Linked DNA regions of Hordeum vulgare: region 2 is linked to region 1. The links are chromatin contacts, called in public Hi-C maps. All regions are on one chromosome and are shown on one strand. The core of a region is the stretch at or near the end of the contact, and the rest is flanking DNA. Distances in the headings are between cores, read along the strand shown. Region 1 holds the start of LOC123401423 (F-box/kelch-repeat protein At1g74510-like). Region 2 holds the start of LOC123401801 (RINT1-like protein MAG2).

Region 1 (3,825 bases), core at 735-3,234:
CTATTTAGATCGGACTGTTGGAGTTGCTATAACTACCGGCTGCCACTGCAAACTCCGGAATTATATTCCAATTATCCATGTCTTCTCTTTTCCTTCTCGCGGGAAAGAACCATCGACGTTAGCTTTCACTCACAGTAAAGGAAGAAGCGTCCCTGTCAAGGAGCAGAAAGATTGGAGAACCGGCGGCGAGCGGAGATGGAGGACGATCGATCTACGTCCAAAGAGACGTGCTTGGACCAGGGACTGAACCGTAGCTGAAAAGACCAGGTAGACGTGCACCGCTCTGTTCCTTCACGACAACGCCGGCCGTTGCAACTCGCAAAGGCTTGCAGTTCCTGACACGGCGACACGTGCCGGCCGCCCCGGCTTACCGAGGGATGGACGTTTGACGTGCATGCAAGGGGTTTGATCCAGTCCCGTTACTGTTACAAGACAGGCCAGTGAAATACTGAAATGACCACTTTCAGCTACTCTCGCACGTAGCGTATGTCCGACGCGTCAGTCAACCGGGCAGTACGTAGCGTATGCAAACTGCACACGTACGTAGGCGCCGAACCCGCTTTTGAAAGCGGGTATGGGCTTCTGTCAAATCGAAAGAGGCGGCAAATACCACCATCTGTAGTGACTAAAGCATTTACGTTACTACTTGTAGCCGCGTTTTCTACGTGTGTATTTTACTCTCACGTGCGACCGCTTGTAGTGATCAACGCCATTAGCAGTTACTACCGTTTTCAACGCGCGACCACGAGCAATTCGGTCAGAAGGGGATTGGCAGGGTTGCACACGTACGTGCGTGCCAGTTCGGTCGTTTCACATGACGGTCGGCAACAAAACACTGGCTGTACCCCTACTCTGTACGCACGTGTACGGGCGGCAATACCTAAAGTTCTACCAACTTATTTATACCCTAACAATGAGACGATTCAATCCTCAAAAAAAAAAAAAAACGAGCCGATTAGATTGCATCCAACAAAATGCCGACTGGACCCGTATTTCCTACCGATGATTGGATTAGAAAAACAGCACGGCGTTGGGCGTCCGCCTACGCGCGTACGCAGATACGCCGCCGGCCCGTTGAACCGATCGGTGGAGCAATTGACCGGAACCGTTGCCGTCCAGACTAATAAATTTTTAGAAAAGTGAAGCGGTGAAGTGGAGAGCAAGGAGAGAAAGTAGGGGGCCGTTCCAATGGGCACAGCTCAGAGTTTACGCGCAGAAAACGACCGCGACGTCGTTGGGCGCTAAAATAAGCCGCGGCTGTGCAATCAGGAGCCTCGTCAGTCCCAAAGAGAAGGACAAGCAATTACTCGTATTTTTTTAAGAGAGAGAGAGAGGGGATGGAGGGAAAAGAAGGGCGGCCTGGATCCAGCTACAGTCAGGCTCAGGGTACTACGTCCAACAACCGTCAGAGGCCCCCTGCGTGCGTGCGTCCTTGAGTATCATCCTGGCCATGCGTGCCGTCCTTCCTCCTGCGCAGCAGCCAGCAGGCCAGCGGCGGCGGCGACGACGAGGAAAACCAAGGTTTCAGCTCGTGCTGCGTAATAAGCCCACGGCCGGCATAAAAAGAAAGAATGTAAACGATCGAAATGTTCCGGTTTCGGCCGGTGGTAATTATTACGGAATGGGGCGCTCCTCGCTCGCTCCGGTTACCGCGTCCTGGCGACTGGCGTGACGGAGACCCGCGGCCCACGTCCAAGCCCGTCGCCGCCCGCCCAACAGAAAGAATAGAAAAACTGCAAAGCTCCACCGATCCGGCTCCGTTTCCCCCCGCCCTTTTCCACGTGAGACGCACGCACGTCTCGTCCGTCCGTCCGTCGCCCAATCAATCATCCGCGCCTGCCGACGCCGAGGAAGAAAGCCCGGGTCGGGGCTGGGACGAGACGCCCCGCCGCCGGCCCGGCCCGGCCCGGCCCGCCCCGACCGCGCGTAAATATAAAAGTCGCGGCCCCTCCCCCTCCCATCCTCCTCTCCTCACGCACCGCACCGCACCGCAACCCCCGTCCCGTCCCGTTCCGTTCGGTTCCGTATAACGGCGCCCCTCGCCTCGCCCCCGCCCCCGCACCGCGTCTCGCCCATAACTACTCCTCCGCATCGCTGTTTTTTCTCCCCCTCTCCGCCCTACCCCAACCCCCACCCCCCTCTCCTCCAGCCGCATCCCACCCGCCTGCCCTGCCCCGCCCCGCCCGGTGGACCTGTGGCGGCCGCCAATCCCGTCGCATCCAACCCCCTCCTCCGCCCCGATCCCGCCGCCGTCCGAGGGGCCGGGTGCGGGCAGCGCCCGTTCTCGCCGGCGTCCGCCTTCCGCCAGCCCGCTGCCGCCGCGTCGGCGACTCACGGCGGCGCCGGGGGCCAGCCAAGCGCGTCGGCGATGGCCACGGCCTGAGGTGCGATTCCCGCTTTCCCCGCCAGGCGCCGCCGGCGTACTGCGGCTTTCTGCCCAGCCCTTATTGTTCGTTACTGTTTGTTGCCGCAAATACGGTGGTTGTATTTTCCTCTCCGTCGATTGTTTCTTCACGGTTTTGTGTTCCTCGTAATGGCCGGTGACGAGTGGCCGGTCGGATTAGCGGCCATTGGTTAGTGCTGCCTAAAGCGGGGTTTCAGTGGATCGACGACATCGGTGGCGACAAAACCGATCAGATTTGCGATAGTGCTATTTACAGTTGGCGTTAGTTTTTAATAACCCAGCGCGCTTTTGCTGCTCGACTACTAGATCTTGTTAACTGCCCAATACTACCCTTGTAGGCTATGGATATCCCTGTCGAACCGATAATTTTGCATGTGCTCGCTTCCTTGCCGCTGTACCAAATTGGTAGACGCTATTAAATGAATTCACCAATGATCCACAAGGTGTGCATATCTGTTTATCTACTCGTACTTATTAGGACCAACTTGGAATACCATTTCTTATGGTTCGTTCAGCTGCAACAAGCCCACAAATAGATATGACGTGTGGGTGTTAGCCCAGATGTAATTTATTTCCAAGCATGATTTTCTAGATTTGGTTTGTCCTTCTCTCTGTTGGTATCGTAGAGTGGTTTCAGGGTGAATAGATGGGGCCTTTTGTGTTCGGATTTTGCCAATTTTCCGAGGACCGGTGCTTTACTAGTTTTCAAATTATATTTCTTTTGTGTAAGACTGGAACCGTTCCACATATTTGCCTATATCTGTTGAAGGGGGTCCATTTTAGATATTTGCGGGTTACGAGCTCGAGCCTTTTCTTGATAAAAATAAATAAAATCCTTCAGTATGGTGGACTGAGTTAGATTTTAGGTCAAATCCATCCTCCAATGACAAGGTACAATGACATGTTACCGATACATCCTTGCAGGTTGCAGCCTTAGATTTGAATAATTGAGGTCAATATGTACTCACATGTTTAGCTTGATATCATATAATTGAGATTGTTTTTACTCATCTGATGTTAAATTTGGATTTAGTTTGATATTATAGTCATGTTATTCGTATGAGTAGTCAGTAATCTTCTGTTTATACCCTGCTGTTTTGCTTATCCTGTGATCACTATGGACCATTTTGCCAAACTTCTAATGTTCATCCGTGTTTGTAATCTGGTAATCTTTTTTGCTGGGTTGGAATCATATATTCACATGTGTTCTCTTTTCGTTGGTTGAGCTAAGTGATGTTTGTGGAGTTGTCTTGCAAGTTTGTTTTTCTGTACACAATTGCAAATTTCCTGATATACATCGTTGCTACTTTTTTTTTTGACTGAAAGATAGTAGGAGAGGCATCGATGCCACTTTCAGTTAAACCTGAACTTACACATCTAGAATAGTACTCTTATCCGAGTAGAATGTCTGCTGACATAAC
Region 2 (3,825 bases), core at 466-2,965, 220 kb after region 1:
ATTTGAACTTATTCTCCACGCGCTTCAAAATTATTGGTTTGGGAAACACCATCATCCCCATCCTCGACAAATCATGTTGTGCAAAATAACACAACGAGTCATCAGCTGCCACAATGTTTGTGATTCTCACATCATTGCAGCTCCACGGACAATTCTTCAACAATCTTGAAGCACTCCGAATCCTTCTCTACATCCTTTCTAGCTGCTTCCTGCATTGTTGCAAAGTGGTTTTGTTTCCTACCGTTAGGTTCCAATATGGTCTTCACAAACACCGTCCACTCAGGATAGATGTCATCGCCAAGATAGCATCCCATGTTGTAGTCATGGTTGTTGAGAGTGTAGTTGCACGACAACGATGCCCCATTACAAAGCCTCCTCAAAACCGGAGACCATTGAAGCATGTTGATGTAGTTGTGAGAACCCGACATTCAAAAAAAAAACATCTCAAATCCATAAGTCACGTGATGCCATTACTTCTAGTATGATGGTGACCTCTTTGATGTGACCTTGATACATTCCTCGCAAATCTTTAGGATAGTTCTTTCTTTGCCAATGCATACAATCAATTAATGCGAGCATTTCTAGAAACCATCTAGCTTCCCCGATAGACAATAATTTTTTTATCCTGCACATTTGGTTCTCTCATATACTTTGCTTCAAAAACCTGCACGACTTCGCGGGCTAGCTTGGCATTTGTCTTCAGACATGTGTTGTCCTCCATTCGGACCATCTCACCAACAACATCTGCGACAGTATCCAGTATCAAATGCAAGCATCCTCATAATGGTTGTGCATTTATGCTTAGCATAGAGAATAAAGTTGGCCACAACAAACCCTTGTGAGCTTTGAAGTAGTTATCCTAAAACTCGACTCCCTTCAGAATGCGCAAAAACAATGATTTCCGCAAGTAAAAAGGGCAACAAAACCATGGATCATTCAAAAAATTGGGTCCGGAACAAAGTAGTTCTTCTGCAGTAGCCGTGCTTTGAAGACCCTATCCCGATTGACCACTCTTATTTCGTTGATTGAGCTCTTGAAGTTGAGAATAGGTGGAGCAGACTCATTTCCTCCTGCATGCTCATGAGCATGATCATGTCCACTTCTTCATTTGAATTCGATGACTTGAAGAACTAATCTTGAATCATTTGATTAAGCTCCGACTGTCCATACTTCTTGTTTGCCGAATCATTGAAATTCATCGTTATCCCTCAAAAATTTGCAAGAAACCGGGTCGGACAACGCGTCGAACACATAAAACGCAAGGGGCAACCCGAGAGTTGCCGGACATACCACGGTGGCGTTTGGGCCGCCGCCGATGTCCCCGACTACGAAGATGGGAGAGAGGAGTGATGTGCTGATGCTGTCGGTGCAGAGGCTCGAAACGACCGCGGAACACACACGGTGGTGGAGTTGCGAGACAAAACCGCGGAGGAGGAAGGAGAGAGAAGAGAGCAAATGGATTTGACCTATTTGGTGCAATTTGTGGTAGGATAATCCCGTCTAACACATCCGGTTGCCTCAATATCCGTCCTAGATTTAAGCTGAATATGAGATGCGTCATTTAATTTGAATTTTTGCGATCCGTTTGAGACATTTGCCTAAGTCGCATTTTTATGAGCAGTAAGTTATGGCCGTCCGCACAAATGTTTGAGACGGTTTGGGACATCGGAGTTGCAGATGCTCTTACCCGCTCAAATCGACGCCCAAGATTACAGTTCTCCGGCCTGGAAGAGAAAAAGGGGCTGTGGAGTATTACCACTCTGTCTGCCTTCGCCGGTCGTCTTCCTCCCCGCTCCCCCCCATCTCCACTCCTCCCCGCGATCCAAACCCTAAGCCGTGGGATCCGTTCGCGCCATGGAAGCGGCGGCTCCGTCGCCGCTGCTCCATAGACCCCCGAACATCACCCCTGAGCTCCGGCGCTTCCTCGACGTCCGCTTTCGCTCCCCGACCGACCTCGCGGCGGCCGCCGACGTCGAGGCCGAGATCCGCGGGCGCTGCGCGGAGCTCGAGTCCTCGGTCGCCGAACTGTCTGCACGCCTCGCGGATGCGGCCGCCGGGTACTCCTCTTCCCTCGAGGCCGCTGGCTCCGCCCTCCGCAGCGTGCGCGGTGGCGTCACCGCCCTCAAGGCCTCCACCGACAAGACGGGTATCTTAAGCAAATGCTCATGGAATTACCGAATTTTGAGCTTCTCAAGTTGACGTGTGCCGCTGCAAAGCTGTAATTCTATTTCTCGGGGTTTTCTAGGGGTTAGAGAAGATGTGGAGGCTGGGAGCGAGAAGATGCTGTTCGAACAACTCCCTCCCCTGGCCACCGACGTGGCGAGAGTGGACATGGTTAGAGATTACGCTGGTGAGTATATCTGAAGATGATGCTTTTAATCTTTGTGCTATGCTCTGGCTTAAATTTTGAACGATAAACACTATATTGACAATCTGCTATGCTGTCTATTTTCCTCTTATGATGGTTATGTTTTTTAGGCATAATGTGTTATGATTCATGAGTTGAGACCATCGGCTCATTTACTAAATATGTCGTTCAAGTCCTTGGTGTGATGGGACTTAGTGCCTGTGCAGTAGCAGAGTGGTTTTATGTGGCAAATCGGCTGTTTGGTTAGGTTAATAGTTAAGTTTGGCTGGTACAGATCTAGCTCAGTACAGCTAGGATGGATGATGATAACTGTTCTGCCCCTCAATTATGACATGGATCTGGCAGCTCTTGTAAGTGAGCCTCATCTTGATAATGTGGATCTATGAGTTGCCTTCTGTCCCTGTAGTTAACTAGAAACTTGTGGGGGCATTCCATTATTGTGTCCCTTTAGTTGCTGATTTCTTTATTCACGCGCTACAGTTAGCTATTAGTCCTGTCTGTAATTGCATTATGAGGGATCTTCCACTGATATGAGTGTCAAAACCAAAACATTTTGTATGTTTTCCTATCGTCGTCAATCCTTATGCCAGCCAATATTCTTTGGGGGCTGCTACGCATCCGCCAGGTGATGTTTCGAAAACATCCGCCGCCTTGGTAGCCGTAGGATCGTGAGCTCGACAACCGTTTGATCTTCTTTGAGTGAGCGTGCATCAACCTTTGCAACAAGGCTTGTGTTGCGCTCGGCGCTTTGCAACACAAGCCTTGTTGCGCTCTTGCCGAACCGTTTTTTTTTTCTGAAACAAGGCCTATGTTTCAGAAACAAGATCTCTGTTATAGAAAAAAAATCTTTGCTCTTGCCCCGTTGCAACAAACGTAGTGTTGTGCGCTCGTTCCCTTGGCAACAAGAGGCTTGTTGCAGAAATAAAAAAATCCCTGTCACACCAACGTCATCAAATGTCTGACGGGCATTTTAACTTTTGCAGTATTGATTATGTTGTAGAATTTTCTGCAACACAGAACATGTTGCAGAAACGTCTGTAGATTTTTTTGCAACAGAGTTTGTTATAGAATATTTTCTGCAACAAAGACCGTGTTGCGGAAACATATATAGAATTTCATTTACAACAGAGTTTGTTATATAATATTTTCTGCAACAAAGATTGTGTTGTGGAAACATCTATACAATTTAAAAGATCCGCCGCCTCAGCAGCCGTAGATTTGGCACAATCCATTGCAACAAATACAACGTTTTAAAACCTTTTGCAACAGAGCTTATGTTGCAGAAACATTTGCAATAGAGATTGTGTTACATATTTTGTTTTCTTCTTCACCTTTTTGCAACATAGATGATGTTGCGAAAAGGACTTCTGCAACATGGATGTTGTTGCGGATTTTTTATGTAATGAAAGATGATGTCACAGCAAGACCGCCCTCGTTGTCGTCGCCCTTTTGTAATC

The links. A called contact is a pair of places that touch in the nucleus more often than the background predicts.
Region 2: a contact with region 1 is called in a Hi-C map of seedling, with 2.6 times the contacts expected there. The contact joins the promoter of LOC123401801 here to the promoter of LOC123401423 in region 1. A contact is called at or near these places in 2 of 6 Hi-C or Micro-C datasets (leaf and seedling).

What each region holds. Positions count from the first base shown.
Region 1 is chr6H:503,806,012-503,809,836 of MorexV3_pseudomolecules_assembly, forward strand. It overlaps LOC123401423 (F-box/kelch-repeat protein At1g74510-like), which reads left to right and starts at 1,985. Exons shown (of 2, transcript XM_045095221.1): 1 at 1,985-2,384.
Region 2 is chr6H:504,023,972-504,027,796 of MorexV3_pseudomolecules_assembly, forward strand. LOC123401801 (RINT1-like protein MAG2) reads left to right here and starts at 1,716. Exons shown (of 4, transcript XM_045095649.1): 1 at 1,716-2,146; 2 at 2,246-2,350. The coding sequence starts at 1,855.